Regions from separate parts of the Mus musculus genome. Here regions 1 and 2 are each linked to region 3. A link is a contact called in public HiChIP or PLAC-seq and promoter capture Hi-C data. All regions are on one chromosome and are shown on one strand. Each heading gives the region's core, a stretch centred on a gene start, on an enhancer-like site or on the middle of the called end of the contact. The rest is flanking DNA. Distances are from core to core; before and after follow the strand shown. Region 1 has its middle 32 kb from the start of Serpinb1c. Region 2 has its middle 10 kb from the start of Serpinb1c. Region 3 holds the start of Ripk1 (receptor (TNFRSF)-interacting serine-threonine kinase 1).

What was found. Promoter capture Hi-C pulls out the DNA fragments that hold promoters and counts their contacts. HiChIP or PLAC-seq counts read pairs in DNA pulled down with a chosen protein or histone mark.
Region 1: a promoter capture Hi-C map of pre-B cells shows a contact between it and region 3, with 2.9 times the contacts expected there. The contact joins the enhancer-like site here to the promoter of Ripk1 in region 3. A contact is called at or near these places in 3 of 39 promoter capture datasets (the 3T3-L1 cell line and pre-B cells), 1 of 484 Hi-C or Micro-C datasets (embryonic limb bud) and 2 of 115 datasets of contacts at active chromatin or transcription factors (extraembryonic endoderm stem cells and pancreatic cancer cells).
Region 2: an H3K27ac HiChIP or PLAC-seq map of large pre-B cells shows a contact between it and region 3, with 21 times the contacts expected there. The contact joins the enhancer-like site here to the promoter of Ripk1 in region 3. A contact is called at or near these places in 3 of 39 promoter capture datasets (cranial neural crest, embryonic stem cells and hippocampal neurons), 2 of 15 datasets of contacts at CTCF or cohesin (embryonic stem cells and large pre-B cells), 15 of 484 Hi-C or Micro-C datasets (the Ba/F3 cell line, the G1E-ER4 cell line, the N1E-115 cell line and 10 more) and 5 of 115 datasets of contacts at active chromatin or transcription factors (astrocytes, embryonic stem cells, large pre-B cells and 2 more).

Annotation. Positions count from the first base shown.
Region 1 is chr13:32,928,209-32,931,352 of GRCm38.p6, forward strand. It overlaps a transcript of Serpinb1c not described here. Among named protein-coding and RNA genes, the nearest start is that of Serpinb1c, 32 kb to the left of the region's middle. Within about 2 kb of position 1,268, at least 93 of the 459 cell types and tissues checked have an H3K27ac peak or open chromatin away from gene starts, as enhancers often do. A contact at or near this core is called in pancreatic cancer cells and pre-B cells, where this site is marked.
Region 2 is chr13:32,906,685-32,909,665 of GRCm38.p6, forward strand. It overlaps a transcript of Serpinb1c not described here. Among named protein-coding and RNA genes, the nearest start is that of Serpinb1c, 10 kb to the left of the region's middle. Within about 2 kb of position 1,682, at least 26 of the 459 cell types and tissues checked have an H3K27ac peak or open chromatin away from gene starts, as enhancers often do.
Region 3 is chr13:34,000,936-34,003,931 of GRCm38.p6, forward strand. Ripk1 (receptor (TNFRSF)-interacting serine-threonine kinase 1) reads left to right here and starts at 1,428. Exons shown (of 11, transcript NM_001359997.1): 1 at 1,428-1,771. It also overlaps a transcript of Serpinb6a not described here.

The DNA.
Region 1 (3,144 bases), core at 18-2,517, 1.1 Mb before region 3:
CCAATGCCTTTGTCCCATGCTAGTGACAAAGCATTAACTGGGTGAGACTCAGAGGGATGGCAGAGCATTCCTTAGGGCCTGAGTACAAACATAACACCAGACACCACTGTCTCAAAAACTAGCAGCGGCTGCTTCCTCATCCTGGGTGATATCGGTCAGAGACTGCTTGCCTATAGCGACCTCCTATCTACACTAGCCATCCTCTCCATGTGCTGTACATAATAAACATACTGTGATTCTGGGTTGCCACAGCCATAGATATAGCTCCATGTCTGACTGGACACCAGCTTTTCTGAATGTCTGTTTATGTGTATGTCCTGTCTTCAATTCCTTGCAGCCCCTAGTTTGGGTTTCTGGACTTAGGCCATTCAGGTAGAGGTAGTAAGGACCCAGACCAAGAACTTAGACTTCTTCAAAAGCAACAGTCTGAAATTTTATTAGCTACTAACTAACCTGTAACAAGAACTTTCCACTCTAACCAAGGGAAACTATTTTCCTCTTCTGAACTCTGCTCATACTTTCTACATTTCCAATCGGCTCTCTAAATGAGGCCTAGCCAAAATTCATAAATGTTCAAATACACTCCCTAAACTTTTAATGTTCTTTGCTGAGGTCCAGCCTCAGTGTGAGCAAGGTCCCGAAAAGGCAGGAATAGAAATAGTGCTAATTCAATAGTAACTAGGAATCAGTAGTGAATCCAAGCTGTCAGTTCAAATACCCTCTCTGTTCCCAGGATTCTCATCATCCTTCCTTCTTCTGCTTTCTCCCTTCTCATTCTTTTTCCTTATCCTTTCTCATTCTTTTGTCTTCTCTCGACCAGAGATCCTGAACCCAGTCGCTTATTTAGGATAGTTACACCATAACAATAATGAAAGCTTTGATCATTATTAGTAATATTTTTAGAAATCCTTAAATTTCCATAAATATTATGAATCATGAATATTTGATTCCAACCTCTGTTTTCTTAAAACAGAAATTAAACCAAAGCAAAAACACACTGGCTTATGGGATTACACAGCCTGTTCTTCACGAGCAGCTGCGTACAGATCTTGTGGTTTCCTGGTACAGCAGACAGCTGTCTTTAGTAACTTCTTTCATTTAAAAACAGAAAGGTGACAGACTACTAAGGCTGAAAGGATTTCTTAAGAAGTATTTTTATATACATTGCAGCCTTTGCCCTTCTTCTGGATTCCCTCTCCCACAGTTCCTCACCCTACTCCTCCTCCCTCTTGCCTTTGAGAGGCTCTCAACAGGCCTGCCTCTTCCTTCCCTGGGGCCTCAATCCTCTTGAGGATTAGGCACATCTCCTCCCACTGAGGTCAGACCAGGCTGCCCTCTGCTCTATATGTGCTGGAGCCTCTGACCAGCCCATGTATGTTGCCTGGTTGGTGGCTCAGTCTCTGGGAACTCCCTGAGGTCTGGGTTAGTTGACACTGCTTGTCTTCCTGTGGGGTGGCCCTTTTCTTTAACTTCTTCAGTCCTTCCCCTAATTCAACTATAGTAGTCCCTGACTTCAGTCCAATGGTTGGGTGTTAGTATCTGTGTCTGTCTCAGTCAGTTGCTCATAGGGCCTTTCAGAAGATAGCTATGCTAGGTTCCTGTCTTCAGTCTCTTCTTCAGTTTTGTCTCTGAAGTTCTTTTAGACAGGAACAGTTCTGGGTCAGAAATTTTGACTGTGGGTTAGTAACCCCTTCCTCCCTCTTGAGGTCCTGTCTGTCTACTGGAGGTGGTCTCTTGGAGTTTAGTCTCCCCATTGGTGTGCATTTTGGCTAAGGTCACCTCCAATTGAGTCCTGAGAGTCTCCCAAGTTCTAGGTCTCTGGTACTTTCTAGAGAGTCTCCCCACCTTTCACCCCTGAGGCTGCATATTTCCATTTATTCTCCTGGCCCTCTGTGTTTCTCTCCTGTTCCCCCCCACCCCAGTTCCTGATACTGTTCCCCTTTTCCCCTTTCCCCTCTCTTCTTCCTCCCAGGCCCTTCCCTTCCTCTGCCTCCTGTGATTATTTACTTACTCTTTCTATGTGGGATTGAAGCATTCTCTCTTGGCTCCTTTTCTTGTTACACTACTGTGGGTTGCATCCTGGGTATTTTGTAGTTTTTGGCTAATATTCACTTCATATATGTCCTTTTGGTTCTGGATTAATTCACTCAGGATGGTATTTTCTAGTTCCACTGATTTGCCTGCCAAATTCATTATGTCATTGTTTTTAATTGCTGAGTAGTACTCCATTGTGTAAATGAATTACATTTTCTGTATCCATTCTTCTATTGAGGGACATCTGGGTTCTCAACTTCTGGCTATTATAAATAAGGCTGCTATGAACATAGTGGAGCATGTGTCCTTATTACAAGTTGGAACATCTTCTGGGCATATGCCCAAGAGAGGTATTGTTGGATCTTCTGGTAGTACTATGTCCAGTTTTCTGAGAAACCACCAAATCGATTTCCAGAGTGGTTGTACCAATTTCCAATCCTACCAGCAATGGAGGCGTGTTCCTCTTTCTTCATTTCCTTGCCAGCATCTGCTGTCATTTTTTGATCTTAGCCATTCTGATTGGTATAAGGTGGAATCTCAAGGTTGTTTTGATTTGCATTTCCCTGATGACTAAAGACTTTGACTATTTCCTTAAGTGTTTCTCAGCCATTAGAATTTCTTCTGTTGTGAATTCTCTGTTTAGCTCTGTACCCCATTTTTAATTGGGCTATTTGGGTTTGGGGAGGTTAACTTATTGAATTCTTTATATATTTTGGATGTTAACCCTCTATCAGATATAGGATTAGTGAAGATATTTTTCTCCAATCTGTAGGTTGCCAATTTGTCCTATTGACTGTGTCTTCTGTCTTACAGAAGCTTTTCAGTTTCATGAGGTCCCATTTATCAAGTGTTGATCTTAGACCTTGAGCAATTAGTGTTCTGTTCTGGAAATTTCCCACTTTTTCTATTAGATTCAATGAATCTGGTTTTACATTGAGATCCTTGATTCATGTGAACTTGAGCTTTGTGCAGGGTCATAAATATGTATCTATTTTCATTCTTCTACATACAAACACCAAGTTAGACCAGCACCATTTATTGAAGACACTTTCTTTTTTTCCACTGTATGGTTTTAGTTTCTTTGTTAAAGATCAAGTGACCATAGATATG
Region 2 (2,981 bases), core at 432-2,931, 1.1 Mb before region 3:
TGGTACAGTCTCACTTTGAAACTCTGTATAGGCCTGGCATGGGTTGCGTCTGCTAATAAACACCATGGCATGGCCAGAGACTTCTATCAGGAATAACCAGAGAAAAAAATCCCATCACACTGGAAACCCCAGTAGTATTTAAAAGGTTTTTTTTTTCTTTTTGGGAAGATGTGTAATCCATGGCTCCGCACTTACAGACCCTCATCAGCAGGGTAGACAGGTACATTTGCTCAGAGCAATGGGGAGCTAAAGAGACAGATTTACAATGAGACTTTTGGTGATGTCAAAGTTACTATCCAACCGCTGGGTCAACTGGTATGCCTGTCACTGTTTAATAAAGACAAGAAGCCAATCACTGGGCGAGAAGGAGGTGGGCCTTCCGGGTCTGAGAGCAGAAGAGGGAAGGCAGGAGGAAGGGAATTCCTTTTGGACGATGAGAGAAAGGCAACCTAGATATGGGTCGGGCCAGTTAGTTCGGGTGGCAGAATCTACCAGTATCTGCCACTAGAAGATTTCTAACAGAATAATTGGTGAATTTAGGATGGTAAATTCTGTGCCCAATGATTGTGTTATCTGTTGATTCTAAACTAAGATTGGTGTTTTCCAGCTCTCGGCCATTCAGCTGAGCACCAGGGAAAGGTAAGCACAGTGAAGCATTGGGTTGGTGAGAGTGTACCCCCAACTAGCTGTGGAAATTTGGGAGTACAGATCAGGTTTCTGTTTGTTAGGAGTAATCCGTTCCGATTTAATCTCCTACTGAAGCCTAAAATTAACTAAGACAGAAATGGCCTTATGCCTGAGTCTCATGTCATTCATACCTCTCCCACTAGAATATGGTTGGCCCCAGGGCCTCCTAAGCTGTTGCTTGCCCAGGAGGCACTTGTGTGTGCCCAGGTGCCTTTGTAACTTAGCTCCACTCATCTCCCAAATAAACCCGGAGGAAGCAAGACATCTTTTGAATTGCTTGGTATGGAAGGTGTGATAAGTCAAATCTTCGAAGATTGAGTCTCCAGAAGGGGCTGCTGCTCATTATGTCAAGAGGCTGATCTTGTACCTGAACCTTGCATGTTCCAGGGATAGCAAGCTGAGCAGGTGAGGTCAGGCCCCATAGTGAGGAGGGCTGAGGTTTCCTGTGGGGAATGGTCAAGTGGAAGTGCAAGTATAGAATACAGAAGGGAAATGAGGAATCAGAGAAGCTGGAATTTCATTAGCTTTTGCTCCTCTGTTGGGCAGGTCAACAGATACAAAATACAACTGTTATGTGGTTAAGAGGGTGAGGAATTCAGGATGACTGCACGGTCTGAGATGCACCCTGTAGATTTATCCTCCCCATTTCTTGGCCATCTCCTTTAATTGGCCAATGTCTTCACCTGGATGGGACTCGGATGCACTCCCTAAGAGGCAAGCCACAGACACCACAATCTCCTAAAATCTAGGGAGGGCAACAGAAACTAAAGAACAGAACACTCCCCTCCCCCCAACCAAGACAATACCAGATATCAACACCTAAAATTACATTCACCTCTTACAAAGACACCAGCATAAAAACATAATCAATAATATTCAGGACAATATGTCTCCACCAAAGCCCAGGAACCCTCTTACAGAAGACTCTAAGAAATGCAGTATAGCTGAAGCACAAGGCAAGGACCCCAAAGTAGCCATCATGAGTATGTTCACGGAACTGAAAAGAGGATGTGAATAAATCCATTCATAAAATCTATGAACAGTCAAACAACGAAAACTGTTCAAGACATGAAAATGAAAGTAAAATCACTAAGCAAAATACAAACGAATCTAAAACTGGAAGTGAAAAACTTAGGAAGTCAACAAAACAATCATAGACCTGCTTTACCAACAGAGTATGAGACAGACTTTGGGCATTGAAGAAAAGGTAGAAGAAATGGATGCCCCTGTCAAAAGAATGTTAAATCTAAAATTCCAAGCACAACACATTTAGGAAATCTTGGATACTTTTGAAAGATCAAATCTATGAATAACAGGAAAGGAAGAATGAGAAGAAACCTAGGTCAAAGGCACAGAAAATATTGCCAAAATATCATAGAAGAAAATGTCCCTAAATCAAAGAAAGCACCTCTCAAGGTACCAGAAACCCACAGAACATCAAATAGACTGGACCAGAAAAGGTAGTCCTATCATCACATAATAATCAAAACATGAAATGTACAGAACAAAGAAAGAATATGAAAATCTGCAAGGAAAAAGGTAAGTAACATATATAAAGATGAAAAAAAAAAGATATTGCAAGCAAAGGGGCCCAAGGAGCAAGCATGTATAGCCATTTTACTATCTGGCAAAATAAAACTTAAAACCAAAAGTAATCCAGAGACATAGAGGACACTACACACTCATTAAAGGAGAAATCCACCAAAAGGACATTGGAATTCTAAACATTTATGCACTAAACACAAGGGTAACCAAGTTCATAAAAGAAACACTACTACAAATAAAATCACATATTGACTCTCACACAGTGATAGTGGAATGACTTCAGTATTGCCCATCCAGACAAGAACTAAACAGAGAAATGCTAGAACTAACTTGTTTTAAGTAAAATGAACTTAAAAGATATATACAAAACATTTTACCCAAATACCAAAGAATATATCTTAGTAACTCATGAAACATTTTCAAAATCGACTACAGACCACAGAGCACTGAGAGAAATAGACTCTAGTCCAGTCTATTTGATGTTCGATGTGCTTCTTGAATACAAAGAATTTCTCAAAAGATATAAGAAAAGTGAAATAACAGATGCATCCTGTCTGACCACATGGAATAAAGCTGGAACTCAACAAGAACAGGAAAAACAGAAAGTTTATAAACTCATGGAAACAGAACAGCTTCTCAATACTGAATGATAAATGGGTCAAGACAGAAATTAGGAAAGAAATTATGAACTTTGTAGAATTGATTGAAAATAAAAACACTCATACCCAATCTTTGGTAACACAATAAAT
Region 3 (2,996 bases), core at 178-2,677:
ATCAAATAAACCTTTAAATTTTTCAGATACAGGAGCTGGAAGTGTGAGTCAGCTGTTAAAAGCACATACTGCTCTTGCAGAGGACCCCAAGTTTGGTTCCCAGACTCACACCAGACAGTTCACCTGTAAACTCTAACTTCAGGGGACCTGATACCTTTCTGTGGCCTCTAGGAGAATCTGCACTCTATTATATACACACTCGTAAATAAAACAAACAAAAAACTTAAGGAAAAACAATGTACAGGAACCTGAAGAAGATAGCTCATGGTTCCTTCAGCAAAGTGCTTTCCATGGCAACATATGGATCTGAGTTCAATCCCCAGCACTCATACAGAAACAAACAAACAAAACTGGCCATGGAGACACCCCTGGTGCCTCTTGCCTTGGCCAGACAGCTTAGTCCATTCCACAAGCAAAAGGTAAAAGTAATACCTTGTATGGAAAAGAAAAAGATGCATTGTAAGAAGGAGCTAACTGGAGGTGGGCTCCTGGCCTCCCATATGTGGAGTTTTATACACACACACACACACACACACACACACCCAATCCCACCCGGAAAGAACTCCAAACAAACAAACAAACAAAAAACCCAACTTAAGTACATGTGTTTATACACTAGATGTATGTTCATTTGGGTACATACCTGTATGTGAAACTGATAAATCATACAGTAACCATAAAGGTTTTGCATTCTTTGCAGGAATGTATGTGATTTTCAGTTAGTGTACGTTTTTGTTAACATCGGTGAATGTTTGGGATTTGGGGGCATTTTATGTGTACTCTACATCAAAGTTGAGTTCCCCTAATGTCCTTTGACATTGAGCATCTTTTTAATGCTTATTTGTATGGTGAGGTATCTGGTAAAATGGCTGTGAATTTTCTTAAAGTGGTCGTGTGTATGGTTTAATAAGACTCCTTTATCGTGTCTTTTGTGGCCCTCTCTCTGTCTTGTCATATTTATCTTTTGACAATAAGGGATCACTGGACTATCGTGCAACTTTCTTCTTAATGACACCTGCAGCAACACAGTTTCTGCTTGGGGTTTCAACTACTATTTTCGAGGGCTACAAATTAATCACGTTTCTTCCTCGACAGGCTGCTGTGGTGGACGAACGATAATTTACCAGTGGTTCTGTCACCGTGTCACCTCTGAACCCACAAAGCTTGCAAAGGCCACTGTCGCACACAGCGCTATCTAGCGGGCCAAGCGGTCTCCGCCCTGACATATAGCAGCTATGACCGCCGTATTATTTTTTTTAAGGGCTCTCTCAGAACTCGCTCAGAAAGCAAGGCAAAAGTGCCATTCCTTCCGCCCGCGGGCCTCCGGGATGGTCGTGCTGCGAACCTGGCATGCTCAGTAGAGCTCAATGCCCAGCTGGGAGGCTGGCGCTCGCCCGTGCACACAGCCCCGGGGCGTGAGCAGAGGCGGAGACAGGGGCGGCCGCAGCCTAGCACCACCCCAGTAGTCCTTAGAGGAGGACCAGCGGCCCCCGGAACGGCCTCGGGAGCGCGGGTGTCGGTGCCGCTCACCTCCCGGGAGTCCAGCGGCGGTGCGGACCCGCGGAGGTGCGAGCTGGACGCGGCGGGAGGCGGCAGGCTGTGGGGGACCTGCGAGTGGCTGGGCGCCACTTCAGCACCGAACTCCGACCGGTCCTCGTCAGGGCCCAGGGCCGTCCCGGCCGGGCAGCCACGGCGAGGCGCCGCTCCTGACGTCCACCGCCCGTCCTTCCTCACCTAGGCCGGGGTACTTGGCCGCGGGAAGGCCTCTGAGGTAAGTCAGCGCGGGGGTCGAGGCCAGGGGCGCCGCCGCTAGTTTCCTCAGAAGCTGGTTTCCCGGAAGGGGCGGAGGCCGCGCGATTTCTGCGCGTGGACCGGAGGGCGGGGCTCGTTGTTTCCGGAAGCCGGGTGGCGGGCGGGACTTCAAACGTTCCCGGAAATCGAAAAGCGCGGAACTTGCTGTCATCTAGCGGGAGGTTGGACTCTTCTTGAGGTCGTTTTAGCTCAAGTCGAGACTGAAGGTGCGCCGTAGCCATGGTTACAGAGTGACTATGGAACGATTATTTTGGTAGGAATGACAGCTTCTTGAAGCTTTAGGACCCCAACAAGACTACCTAAATGTAACCTATCAACCCTGGACCTACCAGCTCTTTAAAAGGGTCTATTCCTGTTGTCTTGGGGCAGCAGGTGGCAGAGCAGTCGGTAGCTTTCATCGTTATTTTTGAGGTGAGCTGGCAAATCAGGAGTGATCTACGACCTCAACGAGAGACCAGTGTCAAACATCCAAGGCTTCTCTGGTCCTCAGTAGCATTTGCATTTATGGGTTGCTGCAGACCTTTTCTGAGTTGTGAAAAAGATAAGCCACATCCTCCTCACCTAAGCGTTGGACAGAGCCCACTGAGGATGGATGGTGCAGCCCAGGGTGACTCATTCTTTGTGTCTTGCAGATCATTTGATTTTCTTGCTCTTTTACTTTGTGCAAAGAGTTGAAGCTGTTTTAATCAAGAAATTCCACAAAAGACCTTTAGGAAAGTATTCTTTCTTAACACATGAAGACTCGATGGTAGAGTGAACTTTGGGATGCAATGACTTAATTGTGTAATTCTGTAGCCCCTGGAAAGATACTACTAAGGCTTGTGAGAAAGGTGAACTATCACAGCTGTATTGTATGTAGAAATATACTAGTCTTATTGAAAATGAAATTTGGGATGTTTTGTTTGTATGACTGACAAAAACAGTAGTAACAATTCTTAACTTTAATTTCCATTTTTCTCATTCTTTGCTACTTTGAGCCTTACACATAATGTTAAGCTTTCAAGATTGTAATAAGATATGTGCCCAAGGTAACAACTTACAAACTGGGCACAGTACTATTACACCTTAGTTAATGTCTCCTTAATATCTCCAGTAGGATCTGGAATTTGAAGCAAATATATAGTTTCCCACACATCGGTAGGATATCATTCTGGCAGATGTGTCTTACTATAAAAACATGGATA